Linked DNA regions of Mus musculus: region 2 is linked to region 1. The links are chromatin contacts, called in public HiChIP or PLAC-seq maps. All regions are on one chromosome and are shown on one strand. Each heading gives the region's core, a stretch centred on a gene start, on an enhancer-like site or on the middle of the called end of the contact. The rest is flanking DNA. Distances are from core to core; before and after follow the strand shown.

Region 1 (6,683 bases), core at 651-3,150:
CAGCTCGAATCTGTTGAGCATCCCTTGGTCTTCTTATATATACATGTTTTTCTGTTTATTCCTTTAAGAACTAATCCTGCTCAAGAGCGTTTTCTTTAGCTAGCTTAAAAATATCTCCTGTAAAAACATACATGTTGCCAAGTGCAATGTTGAGAAGACAATCACTGTATGGCTTTTATAAATTTGTTTTTCCTGCTCTGGAGTGTCATTCCACCATGACAGTTGGAATATTCTGGTGGGTCTTTTAGTAGGGATTGGTTACTATGCGTTGTCATGGGGAAGAGACATTTTTTATCACAGCTACCTCCATGGGAATGACTTCATGGATAAAGCAAGGTTTCCTTTCAATAAACTGTCACTTGACAGGAATCCTGGCTCTTGTATTATTTTCTATCTTTTGATTTCTGTCCAGTTTGGATGCTGTGTTACTGTGCAAGCATGAGGACCCATTCAATCCCCAGAACCCACACCCAAGAGGCAAGTGTAGTGGCGCACTCCTGTAATTCCTGGGGAGGTGGAGACGGGGATTTGGGGAGCTTGGTGGCCCGCCAGTTATGTGGAATTAGTGAGGTCCAAGCAAAAAGAAAGCGCCAATGTATATGCTGGGAGCTACAGGGGTTGCCCAGGGCCACTCTGAGAGACTATGGGGTGGTGAGCAGTGAATGCTGATGAAATGTTAGCCATGGCCTTGATGTGCTGAGTCCCAGCTGGTTCATTCCAAAATCACAAAGGGAAGTTACTCCAGCTTGACAACTGAGAATCAGATCCCTGTTTCCTAAGGTTGGCTGCCTCCTCTGCAAGCACAGTTGTGTGCTCTGTCGCTCTCCTAACAGGCTCCCTACAGTCGCCATTTCCCATGGAGCTGGGGCCACTTCTCCCTAGACCACCGTGTCCCCTCTGTTCTCCACTTCAGGGAGCTGATCTCCACACCCCAGCTTCCAAAGATGACTGGTTTGACCTGAGTGCATGTGGAATCTGGGCATTTCTCTTGGGTGCAGCAATCTTGGGTGTGCTCCCTGGGACTTGGGGAGCCCATATGTTGGTAGCCATGGCTCTCCAGATCCCTCAGAGTCCTTCCTGAATTTTCTACCACTGCTTGCGTTAAGTCACATCTGGTCCCATTTCCTGTCCCCTCCATGTATGTAAGCATGCCGCCCCCCCCCCCGCCCCCCCAGCAAACTACCAGACTGATGTAGGTCTCTTCTCAGGATCCCCTGGCTGGGAGTAATATTCTGTGTGGCTCCTGGTCCTGAGCTGTCGGGAGGAACAGGCTCAGGAAGCCCAGAGTGAAGGGAGGAAAAAAAAAAGCCAAAACAACAAAACCCCAAACCCAAGTCCTCCCCAGGACTTGCCTTCCCATCACATTCTTGACATTCCACCCTTGACCTCATGGATAATACTCATAATCCTGACTCTTACACAACTCATTAGAATTTGCCCTTCTAATTAAAACAAAACAAAAACCCAGCTAAAAGCAAGTTCTTTTTAGGGGCTTAAGAGTTCCCAATCCAGAAATGTCTGGCCTTCCAGAAGAGTCAACACACCTGGCCCTTGTTCTCGGACCTGTTAAACACTAACTTTTCTGTTTGTTGACCCAAGACTTGGCCTAAGTCTCCATAAAGCAACAGTAATGAGAGGAGAGGCGGGACACAAATGTGTGTTCTGGGTTTATAAAGATGAATATGTTCTGAAAGTCATTCGGCACACCAGCTACTGTATGCAAGGAGGGTACAAGGGTCCCACAGGCAGACTCTTGTCAGCTAGGTCTCACCATAGAGGGTCAACAAACCTGCCAGAATGCCCAGGGTTTTCCTGAATAAACACAGCCCTTTCAGGAGAACGGTACAGACAAGGCAGGAACCTTGGCACGTTGTACATTTTGCTTCTGGGTGCCCTTGGAGGAAGCAGCTAGTGCACCTATAGAACCCGCCAGCAGGGGGCAGGCGACAGCGTTAAGCAGTCTGGGGACCCTGGCAGCTTATAATGAAATGAAAATTTGTGAAGAGCAGGGTGGCGTGGGTTTATACCTTTAATCCCAGCACTCTGGGAGCCGGAGAGCACTCTGGGGGCTGGTTAAGAGCACTGGCTGCTCTTCCAGAGGTCCTGAGTTCAAATCCCAACAACCACATGGTGGCTCATGACCATCTGTAATGAAATCAGATGCCCTCTTCTGGGGTGTCTGAAGACAGCTACAGTGCACTTACATATAATAAGTAAATAAATCTTTTTAAAAAAATAATCCCAACACTCTGGAGGCAGAGACAGGCTGATCAAGGCAAACCTGGTCTACAGAGTGAGTTCCAGGACAGCCAGGGCAACACAGAGAACAACAAACAAAAACAACAACAATAACAACAACAACAAGAGTGGTGGAGCTAGGAGTTAGACATAAAGCTGTTTGTTGTGGTGATGTCATGTTGGTTGTCTGTTTCTCCTTCTGCTTCAGCCCTCCATTCTCTAGTCTGTGTGCTGTGCAGGGACCAGTGTATCCCTGGCTTACTTGCCATGCTCCACACATGGTGTGCAGACTCACAACCACCTTGGAGTGTGTCCTGGTGGGCGAGTGTGGTGACCTAGACAGAGGCACACATAACCTTGCCAGAGGCACAGGGCAGGATATGGACACTTAGGACTAAATCCGGGTCAGGCTCTGGAATACACTCTCTGCTCATCCCACCAAAGTCACACGCCCAAGAAGACCCAGGCCATTCATGTCATTCCTGAGCTGGGCTCCCACTGCCTTCCAATCCACCTGCATTCCACCCCTGTACCTGTAGGTTCTCACTTCTGCTGCCTGCCTGCTTCCACTTAGTAGAGCCACTAGGGGTCGACAGAGATCACAGTGAACTTCTGTACACACACACTCCCCACCACCCTTTCCTTTAGCTTCTTCTAACTGGTGATCCAAGAAGTTGGCAGCTGTGATCTTCAGAACTCTGTCCCACTGGGATATTCCCTGCTGAAGCCCTAATCCTGACTTCTCTGAGTCTGAACCAGGTAGCAGGGCCACTCTGGGCGGTCACTGGGCCCTATATTGTCTCACTGATGGCATTTAGGCAACATCAGCAAGTCCCCAAGGATGGGTGGTTCTTGCAGAATTTACTCACTCCCTCTGCCTCAAAGAATGCTTTGTGGTGAAAAACCTAACAGTGTTGTCACCAGAGTAACTGTCATCAGACAGTGAGCAGATTGTGACAGCCTGAAATTCACAACTGCACTTGCAAATTGAAGCCAGCACACAGACAGTCCTCACAGATCACAGAGTCAAGTGAGCTCACAGTGAAACCTTTCCCTGCAGGGAGTGGGCTGCAGAGTCTCTGCTAAGCTGGGGGAGTAGTCCTGGGAGAGGGGAGGGTGGCAGCCTGGCTCTCTGGATGGACTCACAAGGATCGACCTGTGTCCAGGCTAGCTGAATGCTGCAGGGCATAGAGAACACATGAGGACTTTGGTGTGGCTGTGGCAGCTCATCTTGGGAGACGTTGCCTCTGAGCCCAGCCTTTCCCAGGGGAAGTGAGACTCCACCCGTGGACAGGATTCTGACCTCAGTGTGGCCTCAGTGTAGCATGCTGTGGACTAGGAAGTAAGCATTGTGTGCACAATCTGGGGAGGTGACAGGTGACCCTCTCCCATGATTCACAAAGCAGGAGGCACCACCTCAGAACTGCACAGTCTGATCAACTTTGCCTGATAGTATTTTGAGGTAGTGAGAATAATGTAAAAAAAAAATTTTTTTTTTCCCAGTCAGGGTCTCATGCAGCCGAGGATGGCCTTGAACTCCTGATCCTCCTGCCTCCAGCTCCCAGGTGCTAGGATTATAGATATGTGACACCATGTCCAGTCATTCTATGACATTTGATCGAAGCCAAGATCTCATGTATGGTAGGCTGACATGGTAGGCAAGTGCTCTACCCGTGAGCCACATGACCTGGGGGATAATTCTTTATTTATAAACTCCTCTCTTAACTGCAAAGATTGCAGTTAGACAAAGCCTAAATTCCCTTTCAAGTGCCTGGGAACAAGTACAGAGAGATTTGCCCAAGGTCATCAGCAAGCACACAGTGAAATCATACTGGTCCATTGTTCTTGCCAGCCTAGCAGGGCCTTGCACCGGGTAGGCCTTGCACCAGGCAGGCCTTGCACCAGCAGGGCCTCTGTTCTTGGCGTTGCTCTTCCCTAGTAGGTGCTGCTGATTTTCCTAGGCACAGAGGCTGGGTGGTTTGCTGAGACCTCTAGCCCCTGGCCTCTCAATGGAAGTCTGTATCTGGAGCCTAAGACCTTTGAGTGTAAGGCAGACAGCCTGCCCTCCTCCTCTCTGCAGATCCCCTTCCTGTCACCTGCATGCCACCAGCCCTTCTTACTGATTGTGTCCTGTGTGGCTTGTCTAGGTCAGGCTTGCTTCCTAGAAATGGGCTTGGAGAGCAGGAGAAACTTGAAGCCTTCTTTGATACAAGAATAGAGTACACCCCATAACTCCTGACTTATACATGGATAGCTGGCTAAACATCATTCACTTCTTGAAATTGGGTTGTAGAGGAAATAAATCAACCCCTCTGTGGCCTCCTAGACTTCATAACATCCCCTTAGCTTATGTCTGTATGCTTCATTGCTTCTGAAATTCTTTGGTGATTACCAAAGTCCAGTGACCCCCTCAAGGACCTGTGCAAAGACCAAGCATGTGCAAGGTAAATATCTGGGCTTTCACCACTTGTAAGAGACAGTGACGTGGAGGCTGGAAGCCTTGCCACCTCCTCCAGTCGGCACCCGGGCACATCACATGATTTTCAGTGGTGCCTGTGTCTATCTAGAGCTTGCTTCCCGCACAGTAAGAGTCCCAGGAACATTGCTTCAACATCAGGAACAGACTTTTAAGGCTTGAAATATGAAGCAGACAAAAATAGATGACATAACAGTGCTACATCAGATCACCGGGAATTTCTAAAGGGTTTTTGGTTCATATCTCTGAGGTATCAACAAGTAGCTACCCTCAATAGCTGCTAAGCTGGGGAAGGTGGCATGCACCTGTGAGTCTAGCACTTCAAGAGCTGGGGCTGAGGGCTTCCAAATCAGGCATAATCCAGGTATGAATAGAAACATCACCTTCCAAAGTAGAGTTAAATATCATTATGCTTGTCCTACAAAAAATGGTTGAAGAAGTCCTACATCTGGAAGCTACTATGATAAAATAAAGGCACAAAAGATTAAAACTGACCGGGCGAAGCAGTTCCACGGACAACTGGAAGAAAAAGGGGCCAAGTCACATCACTACAGACAACCCCCAAGCCACCAAAAACATCATAATGCAAAACAGAAAAGTCTATGAAGCAACCAAGAGACAACCAGATTTGCAGGAACAAGTATTTATCGTATTATAATAACCTTAGAGGTACCTGGATTAAAATCTCTGATTCAAAGATATAAAACAACTATGTAGAACCAAACTCACCTATATGCTGCCTACAAGAAGCGTGTTTTGTTTCACCATGAATAACACACGAACTGAAAGTGTGGGGTCAGGAAAAGCGGGCACATTAGACTGAAAACCGGGAAGTGAACAGGAGTAAATCTACCTTTACCAGATAACCCATTCTAAGTTAGAAGCTGTTAAAAGTAAAAGACAAAGCAGGTCACTGTGTAACAATAAAGGAATAGAGTTTTACAAGGGGGAGTCACTAAGACATAGGGATGTAGTGATGAAGCACAGAATTATATACAACAAGCTTTATTGATCTGGAAAGAGAGAACAGAGCCTAATACAGTAACAGTTAGGTCCTTCAATACCTTACTTTTATCAATGGAGATCATCAGGCCAAATAAATGAATAAATGAATAGGCGAGACTATAGAACAAATGGATCTAACAGAGGCTATAGACCAAATGGATCTAACAGTGATTTACAAATAATTCAACCAACATCTTCAGAACTTCCATATTTATAAATTGTATATTTTATGTTTCATTTTAAGGGTATGGGTCTCTAGGTATGGGTGTGTGTTTGCATGTACATATAAGTTCAGTGCCAGCAGAGGTGAGAGAGGACCTAGGGTCACCTGGATCTGTAGTTACAGTTGGTTGTAAGCTGCCTGATATGGGTGCTGAGAACTAAACTCCAGGGCTCTGCAAGATCATCCAGTACCCCTAACCACTGAACCATCTCTCTCCAGCCCCAGGATATACATCCTTTACTTCAGTCCATGGAATAGTCTCGGGCTACCACCCAAGTCTCAACAAATTCAAAAAAGTCAAAATTCATGCCAGGCCTATTTCTACAAGCACAGTGGAATAAAGCTAGACAATCAAGAGGAGAAATATCAGAAATTTCTGAATACAGGGAGATTAAATATGCTCCTGAATTACCATTGGGTCAATGAAGAAACAAGTTAAAAATCTTGTGTAGGCTTTCCCAGCCTGAAGCAGGCTGATCCAGATTTTGACCTTGCTGCCACTAAGAAGGAGATTACCTAGGGTGGAGCCTTCCGACCTAGATGGCTCTTTTGTTCTGTCACCTGCCACTGCTCTCTCCAAGACTCTGCTACCTGCTGAGAGGCCACTGAGATATTCTGGAGGAACATCCTTTCCTGCAGGCTGGCTCCAGACACCAAGAATGGACTGGCAGGGGATAGGCCTTCCCCCTTATAAGCAGACTCTCTCAGTAAACTGGCGCGAGCCTTGAACAGAATCCTGTC
Region 2 (6,833 bases), core at 335-2,834, 570 kb before region 1:
ACACACGCACTCAGAACCATTAGGAGAAAGGGAAGCAACACCAAAGCCTTAATTGTGACAGTTACAGATTAGGTATAGTACAGGTAGACTAAGAATGGAGGCTCCAGCTCTCTGCATTGTGGTGATGTGATCTTGTGTGGGTCTCTCAATCTTCGTGAGCCAGCGTCTGATACAATCCCAAGGACAGTGGGAACAGAAATGTCAATCGGTTCTGAAGCCCTGTGAGGATGTGAATAACCACACTGGGATCACTTGTCAGTAGGCAGGTCAACTTTACTTAGGGTGACTGAAGGCTTATACAGTTTTGGGGGACTGAGGGTAGGGACATCCAGGATGGGCAAAGGTCAGGGGCTGGGGACTTGGCACATCTCATTAGCATGAGGGAAGCACTTCAAGAATATCAGGTGCTGTCAGCTTAAGGAAATTGATCCTGTACACTAGTTGAGGACACATGACATTCCTCAGGTAGAGGCAAATGTGAGGGCTTAGAATACCCCAGACAAGGCCTGAGAAGGGACTCCCCCATTACACGGCAAGCCCCAGAAGGCTATTTGATCAATGATAATCTTTGACCTTTATTGGTAGAGTTTTCCCACAATCTTGGCACCCAAATGAGGCACCTTGCCTGGTTGTTGGAGAGATGTCTTCTGGACAGGTGGATTCTACGCTGAGATGCTGGGAGTGTTCCCATGGTCCGTCGTCTCCTCATGCAGTACTTGACACGTGGATTTCCGACTCCCTACACCCTACTGCTTAAACAACTTGACTGGTTCTTGTGGCCTGTTTCTGAATCCTGTCTAAAACAAGCATACAGAAGGGTCAAGCATATATAATCAAAGGGAAAGAACCAGCCAACTGCCCAGTGCAACGCGCCATCATGAAGAACACGGGGCAAGGGTTTTGTACTGCTGAATTTTCTCTAATGCTCACAGCTGTGTTTGTTTATTCCTTATAAAGCTAGTCAACACCATCTGTTCAAGGGCTGTGAGGACATTCAACTCAGTTTCAGCACGCAGTGCAAGGAGCAGAAGCCCCTTAGAGATCTTGCCGAACACACTCATTTCATAGATTAGGGGACTCTTAGGAAAATGAATCAAATTGTTTCAAAGTCACACATCCAAAACAGTTGCAGAAAGAGAAGGCACGCCCAAGCCTAATGACTCCCGAGCCAGATCGACTTCCACTGACATCAGCTGAAATCCACACTGGACACAAACTGCTCATTCCCAAGTGCCCGAGTGTGATGCAGCCACAGCCAGAGTCCTACACATCCTTCTGTCTTCGTTTTATTCTTATCTCCTCTCCTCGTCACTTAACAGCGAAGCTCAATTCCAAAGACACTTTCCCTAAAAATAACTAAAAGACACGCTGGAAGAAATTAGCATAATGTATTTTTTTAAATCTATAATTTACAGCGTAATCTAAAAATGTGCGACAAAGTAATTCTTGTGCTGAGAAAACTCTCCTGGGATGTTTGGTTCCATTTAAAAGCATCTCGGTATTGGGGTTGAGGGAGCAGCAGCCTGTGGCACTCTTCCACCAGGGCAAAATGTTATTCCAGTGACTCACAGCAAGAGGCCTGACAAACACTCTGAGTCGGTATAGAGGTTCTTGCCATCAGAATAAAATGAGAGTTGCAGTGGGTGGTCCCAGTCTAGCCTTCTGCTTCTGTCCTGGCTCAGGTGGTTGCCCTGGAAACCGTGGGGTTGCAAACAAATATATTTGTAACTTTTAAAGACAGCCTGCACAGGAAAGTCTGATTTGGATTTGCCACTGGTTTTTCTGAAGGCTCTCTTCCTTGGAGAGGGCGTGCCCCTTGTGCTACCTTGAAAGCTGGTTCCGTCCAGCATCTTTGGCAAGGTCCAGTTGGCTGGCCAGCCAGAGTTTGGCAGACGGGGAAAGGGGCTCTGCCGATCATTATTTAGCTTTGGCTCTTCACACAGATGGTTCTGATCTTCTCCTCCCCCACCTAAGAATTTTTCTAAAATGACACCCAAGTTTTTCTTGGCAGAAGTTATCATTCCTGGCAAACAGTTCACTGCGGCTCTAATTATGATGACAGCTTTAATGGAGAAGATAATCATATTAAATGGTTCTTATTCCATTCCGTGGGATGAATTAGTGACTGCCATGAGATGTGTTCAACAGCCAAAAGTAAAGAGAAAGGGTAAGTGCCCGTAGGACAAGTTACGATTTTAAGGTTTCCAAAAGTAAGGAGGAGACGGACAGAACAGCATCCGAGTGGTGCTGGATTTAAGGGCTTCTACCTCATCCACCGATCAGGAAACCCCACTCTCCTTGTGACTCTTTGAGAGCTAACATGATTCTGTCACTTGTAAACATAGGAAGATTTCTTCTCAGTAGGGGTAGACTGTACCCCCAGAAGGTAAGAAGGATCAAGATCTTGTGGCAGACAAAGTCAAGTAAGGGTTGATGGCCATTGAGCAGAATGGCCAAAAGGGGACACTGGACTGAGAACACTCTTTCTAAATTGATATGTTAGCTTTGCTGCTGAACACAGGCCTCGTAGCAAAGGAAAGGGTTTAAAGAGTTAATCATATATCAAGGGTATTTGGGTGTCAAACGTCTTAATACATTGAAGGATGCTTACTAAAATTGGGCTAGGCAAGCCCAAGACAAGCTAAAGACAAATGAGCCAGAGTAAAGACTCAGTGGAGAAAGGGAGTCAGAGGATCCAGTTGTGGTTTGAATCTAGAATGTTCCCCATAGTTTCATGTTTGACTACTCAGTCTCCAGTTTGTGGTACTAATTTCAAAGCTATGGGAAACTTGAGTTGGGGCCTGGCTGGCAAAAGAAAAGACTGTCTTTGGAAGCTGTACCTGTTTCTGGTCCCAATCCCCAGCTCTTTGCCACGGTTTGCCAGGATGGAGGAACAGGGCCACCTGTTCCCACTGCTGTGAGCTGTGGTGTTCCCTCCCCTCTGTCATGAACTAGATTCCTCTGAAACCATGAGCCAAAGTTCCCTTGGGTCATTGCTGTTGGGTAATTTGGTCAGAGAAGTCAAAGTAACTAATGTAGATGCCAGGAGAAAACACTTCCTGACACAGGATGGGCTAGGACCTTCTGAAAAAGATTCTAATAGCATAAAAAAAGCAACACTAAGAGTTGACAAGTGGGTTCCCGTGAAACTAAAAGGCTTCTACAAAGCAAAGGAAACAATGTAAAGACGAGGCAGCTACCCAGTGAGTGCCAGATTCACATCTGACACGTTAGTATATGAAATCCAAAAAGAACTTCAAAGCTTAAATACCACAAATAATCTAATCAGTACATGAATAACTGAAAAGCTGGGCAGGTTGCCAAAAGGTACCTGGAAAAATGGTCAGTGTTCTTAGCTGTTAGGAAATGCAAATAAAAACATTTAACTGATGAGCCATTTCTCTAGCATCATAATAAACATTTTGAAATAGCTTCATTCATTTACTCAAAGATTAATTTGGAAAGTAAGCATTCACTCAGACTTACATCTAGTTAGAAATATCTTTACTTAGATTGTCTTATTCAAATACAATAATGTCCACCCACTGAAAGCATATTTACTAAACTAAAACATGGATGTACAGTTATATGTTTTCATTTTATATTAATGTATGTCTTCATTTTTTACTATAAAATTCTTACTAGGAAAAGAAATATTCTAATCTGTTGTTTAAGCAGCGATAAGTGTAGGTACTGTGCATTGTCACTGAGGGCTTGTTGGCGGGGAGGGGGAAGCGTCTGTGGAGGAAACTCTCCTCCTTATTCTCATCTTCTCTAAGCCCGAATCATCTGTATCTTCACTCATTCCCCAGGAGATGTGCTGTTCCTGAGAAGATATTGTCCCCACTGGAGTTGAAGGAGATGAAGAGGGTTCCATGTCAGAGGTCTGCTCCAAAAGCCATCACGGTGGTTTTAATTCATCAATAAGGTCTTATGGATACATTAGTTATCTTTAAAAAAAAAAGATTTATTTATTTATTATATGTAAGTACACTGTAGCTGTCCTCAGACACTCCAGAAGAGGGCATCAGATTTCGTTACGGATGGTTGTGAGCCACCATGTGGTTGCTGGGATTTGAACTTGGGACCTTTGGAAGAGCAGTCACTGCTCTTAACCACTGAGCCATCTCGCCAGCCCCCCCATTAGTTATCTTTTTACTTTGTTTTCACATTTGCATGAGGACCTGCCTTCCTAGAAAGGGACATGGTAGTGGAAGCCTGGAACCAGTCTGTGGCTGGAGCTGAAAAGGTCAAGGGGTAGCATCCTTGGGGGAGCTAGAGTATTGCTTGTTAGTGCCAAAGCCTTGTCAGATCTGTGAGGAGAAAGAGATGGGGTTGGGAGTGCAAAGATGGAACAGGAAGGGAAAAGAGAGATACAGAGGGAGGGAGGGAGGGAGGGAGGGAGGGAGGGAGGGAGGGAGGGAGGGAAGGAGGGAGGGAGGGAGGGAGGGAGGGAAGGAGGCAGGGAGAGGGGATCAAATGTGAGGGCAAACTGGAAGCCCAACTGAGAAGCAAGTAAGACATTATCACCAAGGCAGAAACTAAACAGCACTAAGATGGTTTTGTGGCTTTTTAAAAATGGGTGCCAGCAGCCCCAGCCTGTGGGTGGACACGCTAACCTGCCGGTTCTTCCACTGGCTGTATTCTGCAGTGTATGCAGCTTGGGTGGGCTCTCAGCCAGGGTTGGGACATGCCACATCTCCCCATCCAGTTGACCTTCCTAAGAGAAGGACCAGAACTGGATGTAGTACGGCTGGGGATCCAGAAGCCTTGACGACTTCTAGCTCAGCTTCAGGATAAAGTGAAGGATGTTCTAACTAGGAAAAGGTTTCAGTCCAAGGCTCACAGAAACTGGCAAAAACAAAGCCATCACTCCTTTTATAACTGAAGCAGAAGCGACCAGAAGACAACTGGAATGTTTCCCGTCATCACATTTACTAAAATTCCCTTTCCACCCAGGCCTCTTGGACTTTGCCACTTATGTCCTGGATCCCCTCTCACTATGGAAAGCCTTTCCCAGTCTCATTCTCTCCAGCGTCTCTACAGTTCCCTTCCAAGTCATGCATTTAATCAGCTGTCTTCCTATTGCTTATCCAGCATCTCTGTCTCTTTTATCCACCCATCATCTACTGTCTATACTGACCTGTCTTGTTATCCACCCATTTTATTTCACCTTAAATATGTTCTCCCTAGGATCTGGGCTCTTCTCCATCTACCCCCTGCAGCTGCTCTGGTGGCTCCCGCTCTTACAGGCCTCTTGGTGGTCTCTCCTGGGTTCAGCTTTGCCATGCCTCATTGGTTTCATAGAAGTCTGCTGCCTCCTTTCTTTTATCCCAATTTTTGAGGCATGTAAACTCCTGTTCTTTAGATATACATGCTCGCTTTGTAGGAGGTCTTATCCCATGGCTTTAACTTCTATCTCTTTGTCAATAACTCCCAGATCTATGTTCTCCAGTCCTGACATTTCGCCCCAAGCTGTAGACTTAGCAAATCTTTCTACTTAATGTTTTCATCAGATAACTAATAAGCATTTCAAATCAAACATTTTCAAAATAGAGTTTGATTTTTCTCCCCTAAACTTATCTGTCCCAGTTTCCTCCACAGCAATGACTGGCTTTATTTATCCTGTAGCTCAGCTTGTGTGCTTACACCTATATGGCATACAAGCCCAGGTATGGGAGATCCTGCCTGGCCCAAAGCCCTCTTGGTGGAGACCAGGACAGGATGGAATAGCTTCCTTGAAATTCCAAGCAGGGGCTGGTGAGATGGCTCAGTGGGTAAGAGCACCCGACTGCTCTTCCTAAGGTCCAGAGTTCAAATCCCAGCAACCACATGGTGGCTCACAACCATCTGTAACAAGATCTGACTCCCTCTTCTGGAGTGTCTGAAGACAGCTACAGTGTACTTACATATAATAAATAAATAAATCTTTTAAAAAAAAAAAAAAGAAAAGAAATTCCAAGCAGATGGTTGCCAAAAGTGGTGCCTGAGCCTCCGCTCAGGATTCTGCTGCATCTGATTGCGTAGGAAATGTTAAATCCAAAGTGCTTCGGGAAGGGGGAAGGGGGAAGGTGATTGGTTTGAATTCCTGCATCTAATTAACCACACCAGCCTCCTGACAAATGATCTTACTCTCAAGGGGGTAGGGAATTAAATATTTCCAAAAGGCAGTTTCCTAGAGAAGGAAACCCATGGGCAAAATCATCAGGTCTGTCTGGCACAAAATGCTCTCATCTCAGTGGCTGGAAACAGTGACTGTGTCGCATAGATTACGGAAGACTGCAGGAATTACACAAGGCTGGTTAGAAGGCTGCATTTGCACCTGAGAACCAAGAAAACCTCCATTCTACTGAGCCAGCCAAAGAGAAGAAATGTGTGAAGAATTGTCTACTAAACTCTAGGAGTTGAGCCATATGGAAATGAGCCATGAGGATCCTGACCCCAGGACTGAACAAAGCATAAACAAAGCACAATGCAGCTATTTTGGCTGGGCAACTTAGTCCAGGAACACCGCCATTTTCTTGGACATGTACTTTTTAGGGCTGGCCTGCAGGTGGTGGTGTAGCCCACAGAGGATTGTACAAGCAAGAGTCCGATAGGATGCTAGACCTAGATTCATATCTATATTAGGATTTTGTCCAAGTGTGTCTTGCCTACTTGATTCCGGATATGATTCATTAAGCATGAGGGAATGAGACCTTAGCCTGCCAAATAACTCCTTGCCTATTGATCTCAAAACCTTTTCCTCATCCAGACAAAAGAAAAGTCCCTTCCAGGTGTGCTTAAAAATGTCCTTTCTTGCTGGGTTTTGAGTATCCACAAAGAGAAGCCAT

Evidence for each region. HiChIP or PLAC-seq counts read pairs in DNA pulled down with a chosen protein or histone mark.
Region 2: an H3K27ac HiChIP or PLAC-seq map of embryonic fibroblasts shows a contact between it and region 1, with 6 times the contacts expected there. The contact joins two enhancer-like sites. A contact is called at or near these places in 2 of 39 promoter capture datasets (liver and stem cell-derived epiblast-like cells), 1 of 15 datasets of contacts at CTCF or cohesin (large pre-B cells), 9 of 484 Hi-C or Micro-C datasets (the C10 cell line, the CH12 cell line, the HL-1 cell line and 6 more), 4 of 115 datasets of contacts at active chromatin or transcription factors (embryonic fibroblasts, embryonic stem cells, stem cell-derived neural progenitor cells and 1 more) and 2 of 9 other capture datasets (adipose tissue and embryonic stem cells).

The regions. Positions count from the first base shown.
Region 1 is chr9:71,620,193-71,626,875 of GRCm38.p6, reverse strand. It overlaps Cgnl1 (cingulin-like 1), which reads left to right. Exons shown (of 19, transcript NM_026599.5): 19 at 1-369. Among named protein-coding and RNA genes, the nearest start is that of Myzap, 31 kb to the right of the region's middle. Within about 2 kb of position 1,900, at least 27 of the 459 cell types and tissues checked have an H3K27ac peak or open chromatin away from gene starts, as enhancers often do. A contact at or near this core is called in embryonic fibroblasts, where this site is marked.
Region 2 is chr9:72,191,997-72,198,829 of GRCm38.p6, reverse strand. No RefSeq gene overlaps it. Among named protein-coding and RNA genes, the nearest start is that of Gm27188, 58 kb to the left of the region's middle. Within about 2 kb of position 1,584, at least 84 of the 459 cell types and tissues checked have an H3K27ac peak or open chromatin away from gene starts, as enhancers often do. A contact at or near this core is called in embryonic fibroblasts, where this site is marked.